Linked DNA regions of Rattus norvegicus: region 2 is linked to region 1. Evidence: chromatin contacts called from public Hi-C data. All regions are on one chromosome and are shown on one strand. The core of a region is the stretch at or near the end of the contact, and the rest is flanking DNA. Distances in the headings are between cores, read along the strand shown.

Region 1 (4,772 bases), core at 988-3,487:
ACTCATTTACTGTTTATGCCAATTTGTTTATGTTTTATTTTACTTATTTATTTTATGTGCATTGGTGATTGGCCTGCCTGCACGTCTGTGAAGGTCCCAGAGGCCCTGGAACTACAGAGAGTTGTGAGTTGCTATGTGGGTGCTGGGCATTGAACCCAGGTCCTCTGGAAGAACAGCCAGTGCTCTTGAACCCCCGAGCCGTCTCTCCAGCCCCTCTACTTACTGTGGACGTTTGGTGGTATTTAACGCATCCACAGTGTTCTCCTGCACCAGCTCCCTCAAGTCCCAAGCCCTTTCCTCACAGCAGCAGCTGTTTTGGGGTTAAGTTCATTTTTCTTTTTTGTTCTTTTTTTCGGAGCTGGGGACCAAACCCAGGGCCTTGTGCTTCCTAGGTAAGCGCTTTACCACTGAGCTAAATCCCCAGCCCCAAGTTCATTTTTATCTGAAAGGCTTTAGCAGAGTGTATGGAACTCTGACTACAAATGAAACAGTGGGGTTCATTATGAGAACCGTGCTAGGTTGTGTGACTGTGTGTGTGTGTGTGTGTGTGTGTGTGTGTGTGTTGATATTATTAATTTGTGTCCCTCACACTGGGGCAGGACAGAACTCTGTCCATCCACATGCACCCCTCTTTCCTCAGACTTCTCTGTATCCAACAAGTCACTCACACTTCTCCTAGATTGGTCACATTTTCCCTAAGGTTTGGAGCAGAGGGGATTGTGACTTAACCATGGTGTTGGGAAAACACCAGATGGCGGTGCTAGGGTCACTGTGCTGATCCTGGGGGAGACCACTAAAGTCCCCTCAACGAATCAAGAAAGGATAAAACATCTGAGGCTTAGGACCGAACAATAGCCCGTGGCTACTTGGGTTATCTTTTGCTGCCACCCTGTGGCAACACTTGGAATTTCGCCTCCTATTTCTGTACTTAATCTAGATGCGTTTAGAACATGCTGTCTGCGCCGTCCGGATAAGATCTTACCTGGGATGCCACCACGAATGGACGGCAACAATATCAGGGCCATTTCCTTTGTTCTTGCAGGGTGAAATGATAGTTGAGAGAATGGAGGGTTTATGGGAGTGAAGCTGATCCCTGGGCACCCTGGGAAACCTGGCAGGGTTTGGATGCTGCTGAAGTTAGAAGAATGGGCAAAAAAAAAAAAGGGTGACCCTGTTCCTGACTATCTCGGCACTTTCACCATGCCTACCTTACCAAATAATAAGCATTATCTCATTTATGCTTTAAAATTTATTATTTTAAATTATGTATATGTTTATGTTGAATACTGGTACATGCTGAGGTCAGATAGCTGGATCCCCCCGGAACTGGGGTTACAGGACGTTGTGAGCCGCTTGACCTGGGTGCTTGGAATTGAACTCCGCTCCTCTCTAGTACCTGCTTCTATCTACTGAGCTGTCTCTCCAGCCTGCCTAATTTATTTATTTAATGTCAGAGGGCCCGACCTTTAGTGGACGCTCTGTAAAGGTGTGAAGAGTGAATAAACAATGCATTCAGAAGGGTTTGGGCTGGACCACTGCAGCCTTCGAGGAAAGATCAGGTGGAGAATGAGCTCAAGGCTAGGGGTCAGCAGGACGTGGTGGTTCACATCTGTAATTCCAACACTCCGGAGGTTGAGGTAGTATAGCCGTGACTGGTCTCCAGTATGAATTCCGCCTCAAAACAAACCGAACCAAAAAACAAAAAGTTTCAGGTGCCGTAGGTTGAAGAAGAGGTTACTCGGCGAGGTAGCTGTGGATAGGGAAGTCGCGCTGTGTAACTCTGGGCAGGTTCCAGTGAATGAGGTGGGTGGGGGCGCGTCCTGGGGGGCCGGGTCCTCATGGGGGCGGAGATTGGGCTGGGGGCGGAGACTTTGTTGATTCTGGGTGAATGTGGACGGGGTCAACAAGGGTGGGGCCTTCTCGAGTCGTGGCCAATAGGGAGCACGGGTAAGGCTGAAGGCGTGACCAAGTGAGGGATGAGTAAAAGTGAGAGACAGGCTTAAGGCAGGGGGCAGAGTCTGGCTGGGGCGGGGTTGGGACCAGACCAATCAAGGAGCAAGATAATCTTGTGGGGGTGGTGCCAGGCCAGGCCAGACTCTCCCGCTGTCCCGGGTCCTGGAGCTCTCCAGGCCGGGCACGTCTGTCACTGCTCTGATCACTCTTCTGCCTGCCAGGCCACTGCTCATGTAAGAACGTGTAAGAGGCTGGGGCAAGACTGAGGTTATTGAGCTCCTGGTTCTGCTCTCCGGACAAGGCGCTTTCTGGGGATCTGGCGAGCTCAGCTCCCAGGTCAAGCAGGTGCCAGAGCACTGCGCTGTGTCTCCAGCAGTTCTGAGGGTGAGCGGAGCAGCGGGGCCTGCGCATGTATGCGTGTTTGAATAGCTTTGTGTGGGTGCGCGCTTGTGTGCACCTGAGTGTGCGTGTGGGGAGTTGCTGCAGGGAGCTGAGTGCCTGTGCAAAGTTCTCTGCTGCGTGTACAAGGGCTGTCCTGTGTGGGAGTGGGGTACAAGTGAAACCTCCAGAAGGGTGCACGTGTCAGGGTATCATGGAGGAAAATGAAAGGGAGGGCAGGAACAAAAATGCTGGGGAGTGGGCATAGGGCAGGATGTCCGCGGCAAGTCATGGGGAGAATGTGTGAGGACAATCGTGGGAATGTAAGAATTGCAAATGCGTGTGCCTGCTTGAGTGGGTGGCATCGAGGGTGCCTCTGAAAGAGTGGGGATGGGGAGATCGCATGAAGTGTTGCTTGCTCTGAGGGCTGAATGTTGGGGTGCTGGGGAGTGAACGGGTACCTAGTCTGGGTTAGCTGATAATCCTATCAGTTTCTTACTTTGAGGGCTGGGGCTGCCTGACACCTGGTAGGCAGTGCCTATGTTTCGTATGAAGGGAACTGACGCCTCACCAGAAACTCTTTATTTCCAGCTTCTGTGTTCCCTCTGCCTGGGTGGTTTCTGAGTTTGAACATGGTGCAGAAATACCAGTCTCCTGTCCGGGTATACAAGTATCCATTCGAGCTGGTCATGGCGGTGAGTGACCCCTGGCTCCTGGGCCCCTCTTGTGACTAGAGGTCAATGGTGGGAAAGAAAGAGGACATTTCAGGCTATGAAATGGGGAAAAAAATTTACTGAACTTTCCAGCTGCCCTGACTTCCTGACTTCTTTGCCTGGCCACCCCCTCAACCCCTGTCAGGCCTCTTGGAACCCTGCCAAGCAGATAAAGCACAAGATCTAGAGTGATGGCGTGTGCTGTAGTCCTTGCATTCAAAGGCTGAAGCAGGAGGAGCAGGAGTTCAAAGCCATCCTGGGCTACGTAGAAACAGAAAGAAGGGATGGAGATGCGGCCGTCCAGTGTAAGCGTGTATATGAGTGTCTTGTACCAGGCAGTTGCGTGCCTAGGCATGACCACGGATCCTTGGCCTTCTGGATCAGGTCTTTGCACTGAGGCCAGAGTTAGAACACTCTTGGATTCCACTCTGGCTTCCACCACTCTGCATCCTGGAGCTTCAGTCTCTCCTTGGGGAAATGGGGACAGTGCTGTGGACTTGAGGTAGACAGTAATAGATGTGACTGGTGTCCCAGAAGCCACACGAGGTATAGAGCTGGAGGAGAAGCACAGTGGTGAGTGCTTGCAGAGCATGCAGAAGGCTCTGAGTTCCATGCCTAGCATATATATACACACTCACATACAGACACACACACACACACACACACACTGGGGTAGTGAGAGGATAAGGTTTTATAAATGCATATTGAAATGTGTCCAACCTGTGGCCCATGGCTACATGTGTCCCAGGATAGCTATGCATGTGGCCCTTATATGCTAAAGCATCATACCAGTGTCAAAAAGTTAGACACCCCGCTAGTGTTTAAAACACCAACGTCTCCCCACTTTGCTGCACCCCACCGCCAACCCCAGCTTTCTTTTCAAGATCCCGTCTCAGCTAGGGCATCTGCACATGTGTCCTGTCTGATCCAACTCTAGGAGGCCACACACTTGTGTTTTTCTAGCAGTGGAAGGTAAAGGCCTACAGAAGGCATCGTTGCACATGGCTAGTTCCCAGGACAGTGATGCTGACAAGCCGGGGAGCCTGGGAGCAGGTGACCCCACTCCTCATCTTCTGCTGCCTATCTTTAAAACTGGGATCCCTGCTTTCCCGATCATGGTGATGGGCTGTTTGAACTGGTATCTGCAGCTCCTACAGCGGGCTCTGATGGAGAGGAAATGAGCCGTGAACTCTGGCTCTCACCACGGCTCTCGTGCAGGCAGACTGTGGGTTCCCTTTCTTTGCCGTGGGGCTGTGACTCCAGAGGGGGAGGCTGAAATTGGCCACTTTGGTCAGAAGCACAGGCTACTTTTTGCCTCACTCTAGAATAAGGTTGTCATGGTGATTAACAGTGTGTGTGTGCGTGTATGTGTGTGTATGTGTGTATATATGTGTGTGTAGTTGTGTGTGTATGTATATGTGTATATATATGTGTGTGTGTATGTGTGTGTAGGTATGTTTGTGTATGTACGTGTGTATGTATGTATATATGTGTGTGCATGTATGTGTGTATGAATGTATGTGTATGAACGTATGTGTGTGTATGTGTGTGCATGTGTATATGTATGTATGTGTCTATGCATGTGTGTGAATGTATGCCTGTGTGTATGTGTGTGTATGTATGTGTGTGTGTGTGTGTGTGTGTGTGTGCATGCGCGTTGGTCTCAGTACACAGCTTACTTCATACCAAGCAGATGAGGAATACCAGAGGGTGTGCCTCAGTCTGCGG
Region 2 (4,956 bases), core at 2,344-4,843, 260 kb before region 1:
ACTGGGAGTTACTTGGGTTGCATATGGCCCCAGCTGGCCCACCACCCAGGGTTCACAGGAAAAGGCATCTAGAAAGATGGGTTAGTCGGGCTTCATGGAGACCATACCACCTGGCACAGTGCCTGCTGCCTTGGCTCTGAGGCTTTCCAGCCCGTGGTCAGTATGGCAGCCCTGGCAGACTGCCTGGCGGGAGCGGAGCTCCAAGAGCCAGTGTTCTCCAGGTTCTGCAGGGCCCAGGCTGCCCACACTCCTACCTCACGTGAAGAATGCCTTCATTCCAGCGCCCGCCCTCTTCCACCTGAGGTTTCATTAGGTGTAGCCAGTAAGCTCAGCCTCCCCCTACCCGGACTGGGAGCCACCAGTGTTGCCACTTTTGGGTCTCCAGGGGACACTTACCATCTGGTGGTGGTGGCTGTAGGGGATGTTGGTCTCCTGGAAAAAGGCGCTGAGGGCTGTCTGCAGGGAGAAAGGCTGTGCTTACCCTCTACGACCTGTCCAACCATCCCATTGGGACAGGGTGAACTGAGGTCCAGCAGTGTGTCGGTGACCACATGAGGAGGTCTCGTGGAACTCCCCGCAAGATGGACAGGCAGTGAAGACACAACATTGTGCTTCCCACCAGTCGGGTGGCTGTGGCCTAATGAACCCTCACCCCACACCCTAGCATTGTCACTGTGGCTTTTCTGGACTCTATTGTGGCCTGGGTCTTTCACCTCAGTGGGGGGAGGGGAGCACAAATCTCCACTCTTCTCTGAGTCTCTGTATCACATATGAACCAGGGGACTCTCAAAGAGTGAGTCTCGGTGGAGAGGGTAGAAACTTCTTAGCATAACTTCTGTCTCTGGAGGGATGTCCCTAACATGGACAGCTAAGGGTGACCCAGAAACTGAACCCCTAACAAAACTGAAGACTGCTCCCCTGACAGCTTATGGGACAACTCCCTAACTACCTGTTGTTCCAAGCTACAGCCTCACCAAGCACAGCTCTATCAAAGCAAGGACACACCATCAAACCGAGAGGCTGGAATTGGTGTCCTCCCTCTTACAGAAGGAGAACTGAGGATGAGTGACTTAAGACCCTTGGCCAGCATGAGGTGAGAACAGTAACAGAACCCTGGACTGGGACTCTAGGCAAATACTCAGGACTGGCCAAAGAGTGTGGTGAAAGAGGACTCAGGGTGAAAAGCATTGTCACTAGGGAAGGTGGCCTCAGGGAACCCAAAGGATAGTGTCTGTATTGACCATGTCCTGCCTTGGCCCGATTCAGGACAAGAGGAAACTGGATGCTGTTGTGAAAGTGCTGGGTGAGGACAGCTGTCAAGTGGGTGAGGGGTCCTCTGGAGCCTGCTAAACTCCAGCCTCTAACCACTCCTCTACCTAACCAAGAGCCAGGGGGAGTCCAGGAAAGCCACCAGGACTTTGAGCCCTTCTGACTTCACACCAGAAACCCAGTCTGACTACTGGGCTTGCTCTTTTTTTTTTTCTCTTCAAATATATTCAAATGAATTATTCTGGGCATACCCTGCTGGAGACACCCTACACCAAGGTTCCCAAACAGCGGAGTGGGGATGAACCTGTGTCACTCAAGACCCCCTGGCAGGGGCAGCTGCTGCTCTAGCCTAGGACCCCAACATGATACACATGGTACTGTCCTCCAAAGGGCACTGTGAGTTCTCCATGGACAGGGGCCCCCACCCCCAGCCTCTGCCCCCATTAGCACCTGAATCTGAGAATGTGACCCAGAAACACTGCCTGGTTCTGGCAGGAGGGTGGGGGAGGGCTAACCATGAGGAACCCCTCACTCCTAGGTAGATGCCTCAGGTCAAGGGGAGCTCACAGCCCACTCCTCATTTTGTGCACAGTGACAAGGAGAGACTGCAAGCCCAGAGGGCAGAGAACCTACCCATGTCAGTCTGTTTCCAGGCTGCAGGAAGTCCCTGCTCCTCCTAGGACAGTTTTCCCTAATCTTGGTAGCCATATATTTCAGTCCATTCCGTCCAGCCTGTCCCACACTGATGGGCTGAGTCTTCCACACAACCCATTTCCCACGAGACACCTGCCTGCCCAGCCTCAGGCAAGGACCTGCAAGCACAGCCACTGGGCTCCAGCAACTGCCATGAATGTGGTTTTACAAGTTTTACCACATCCAACCCCAGAGACAACAGGGCAGATTAAGACTGTTGCAGAGCTCCTGGGGTGGAGCTGCAGGGGGGAGGGGTTAGAGGGCAGAGCATTCAGACCGTAGAGCCTGACAAACACTGCTACCTCCAGGGGTAGGGAAACTGAGGCTAAGAAAGAATGTCTCCCCTCTCCTGTGTCGGGGCATTGGCTTGGAAGTCTAGCAGGGACTAGGCAAAGAGAGCAAAGGCTTGGGTTTACAGAGCTGGAGGGGCTACTGTGTTCCTGGGCTCGGGAGGTCTGATCCTGCACCAGGAAGCAAAGCCTCGGTCTCCACTTCCTGACTCTTCCTAGAGAAAATGGGACGGCTCCCATTGGGAAACCAGGCTCTGGGGTCTCCAACTGGGCACAGATTACTAGACTGGCTCTCGCTGTGACTCACACCTGTAAGGGACACAGCTCCAAGTCCTCTAGCCTCATCTTAAAATGCCCACAAGGAGTGAATGTGGAGTTTTGAGTTAGAGGAAAACAGGCATCCCAGTAACTCAAAAGACTGGGCACATTATTCTACCGGTCAAGAGAAACCTGGGAGTAGGTGGGGGCCAGACTGACATTCCCATCGTCTGTCTAAAATGCCCTAAAATTAGTGAACCATATAGTACATCACCCCAAAGACACAGGTTCCTTTGTCAGGCCCGAGGATACCCAGGCCTTCATAAGGATCTTGCCCCAGTGACACCATTGGAGTGGGCTACACATATATAGATTCTCGTAATTTGCTCTTAGGATCCTGCACACCACCCATACACTCCATGCCGTGTGTGTACACACGCCACACCATACCCAGCATGGCCACCATCAGCAAACCACCACCTATGTACACGCTGCACACAAACACGACACAAGGGTATCCTACATCAGACACGCACTCGGGCCAGGCTTCGAGTCCGCACACGCGCCCACATGCCCACAACCTTCGATGTGCCCTGCTGACGCCCAAGCGCGGTGCGTGCGTAAATACAAATCCACATGTACGTGTGCGCACACGCCGAAAGCCGCCCACCGGGCACACGGACCCCAGGACCGCTCACTCCGAGCGACTCCGCCTCCGGCCAGGCCCTGGGCATCTTACAGGCGGCCGCTGTTTCGTCCTCAGCCGTTACCGAGACCGAGGGTGGGGGGGAAGTGTCCGGTCCAGATCGCTGGGTTTCCGGGACTCGGGCCTGGCGATCAGTGAAACCCGCAGCCCGCACCCCGGCACGTGTCCACACCGCCCGCGCCCGTCCCTGGTTCCCTTACGCACCTCGAACTGCCAGTGGGCCGCCTGCAGCAGTTGCTTCGCCTGGTCGGCCGCACAGCCCGCCGTCAGCACGAACTGGTTGATCATGACCTGGTGTTTGAGCTCGTCCATGTTCACGGACATGGCGCCGCCGCGCAGCCCGCTCCGGCCTCCCTGCGCGCTAGCCTCACGCGTCCACCATTAGCGAGCCGGCCCCGGCTAATACAAATATTTACTGTGCGCTCTGACTCACCGCGCCTTGCTACCCGGCGGCCGGCGAAGCATGCTGGGATGTGTAGTCCGCGACGCCCCCGCCGAATGGACCGGGGAGGAGCGTGGACGCCCTCTTCCTGGCTGATCTCAGTGGGGCGTGCAGCCCCTACCCCAGGCTGAGATGTGAAATTGGGAACCAGGGACCACAGCACAAGCTTGCCATATCACTGGGTCCCGGGGGTCCTGTATTCTGTTGTGGTTTGCATCACAGTATTAGTAGGCACACTCTTAGGGGGCTCCCTGAAAGCTTTGGTCCTACTCCACTGCCCTAGGCTGCAAGACTCCTTAAGTCCTCAGACTTAGAAGACGTTCGGTGTAGCAGATCATCTGCCTTTCAAGGTGCTGCTAGAAATCACCACCTCCTGGAAGCCTTCCAGAGCACGCAAGGCAAAGCATCCTTGCCTGACTCTTGGCCTGTCCTGCAGGAAGAGCGTCTAGGAAAAAAAAAAAAGAGACAGCCCCTGCTCTGGAGCCTTGGAGTCCCCTTCCTTTTGACTTCCACTTTCCCACGCAAAAGAAGAAAAACTTCCAGCAGCCTGCAGTCTACAGGACCGCGGGGAGCACGTACGAAAGCGGCCACGACTGCCAGTCCCATAATGCCCCGGTTTATTTGCATCTTTCTGTCCCGGTGACGTCACCTGAATGAGGCCGCGACTGTACCAATGGGCCGCCACGGGGTGTTAGGACCTGGCCATATAAGGTAAACAAAGCTGGCGGCCCAATGAGGCGGCGGCGGGGGCGGGAGCATCACGTGGCGTGGGGGCGGGGTCGGAGCAGGGTGTGGAGTGTTGCAGGCTGTGTTTACAGCCCCGCACATGCCGCTTCCGGTTGACGTCGCGGGTGGGAGAGTGGCGGGTCGGAAGCGGAAGAGTCGCCCAGAAGCTGGGGAAGAAGGTTGGCGTTCTTTCCCCGGCTGAGTGACGTTGGCTGGGTTCTTTGCTCTCCCTGGCCTCGCCGTCCGCTTCTTTGACCTGACCCCCTGCTGAATAGAACCAACCGGGGGTTTGACGTTAGGTCAGAAAACTCGAGCAAATGGGGCATTCATTATACTGATCCTGCCCCAAGGAAGTAAGCGCAGGCCGCGGGAGCAGACTGCGGGCTACTTAGACGTCGTTTTAATACACCTGATCGCTTGTTCCCTGCTAGGACCACTGAGGCCATAAAGGTGTGGGGCGCAGTTGATACCTAGGGAATAGCGGGTGTTCTTCCTAGCCCCTCACTCCTAAGGACTGTCACATCGGGTGGCTGCAAGAAGATGGGAAGTAGGTGGGCAAGTACTGAAATTCG

Evidence for each region. A called contact is a pair of places that touch in the nucleus more often than the background predicts.
Region 2: a contact with region 1 is called in a Hi-C map of mammary epithelial cells, with 3 times the contacts expected there. The contact joins the promoter of Ubald1 here to the promoter of Sec14l5 in region 1. A contact is called at or near these places in 8 of 12 Hi-C or Micro-C datasets (the A7r5 cell line, frontal cortex, kidney and 4 more) and 1 of 1 datasets of contacts at active chromatin or transcription factors (oligodendrocytes).

Annotation. Positions count from the first base shown.
Region 1 is chr10:10,939,851-10,944,622 of GRCr8, reverse strand. Sec14l5 (SEC14-like lipid binding 5) reads left to right here and starts at 2,237. Exons shown (of 16, transcript NM_001135710.2): 1 at 2,237-2,337; 2 at 2,923-3,026. The coding sequence starts at 2,964.
Region 2 is chr10:11,200,834-11,205,789 of GRCr8, reverse strand. It overlaps Ubald1 (UBA-like domain containing 1), which reads right to left and starts at 3,593. Exons shown (of 3, transcript NM_001007668.1): 1 at 3,421-3,593; 2 at 397-456. The coding sequence starts at 3,540.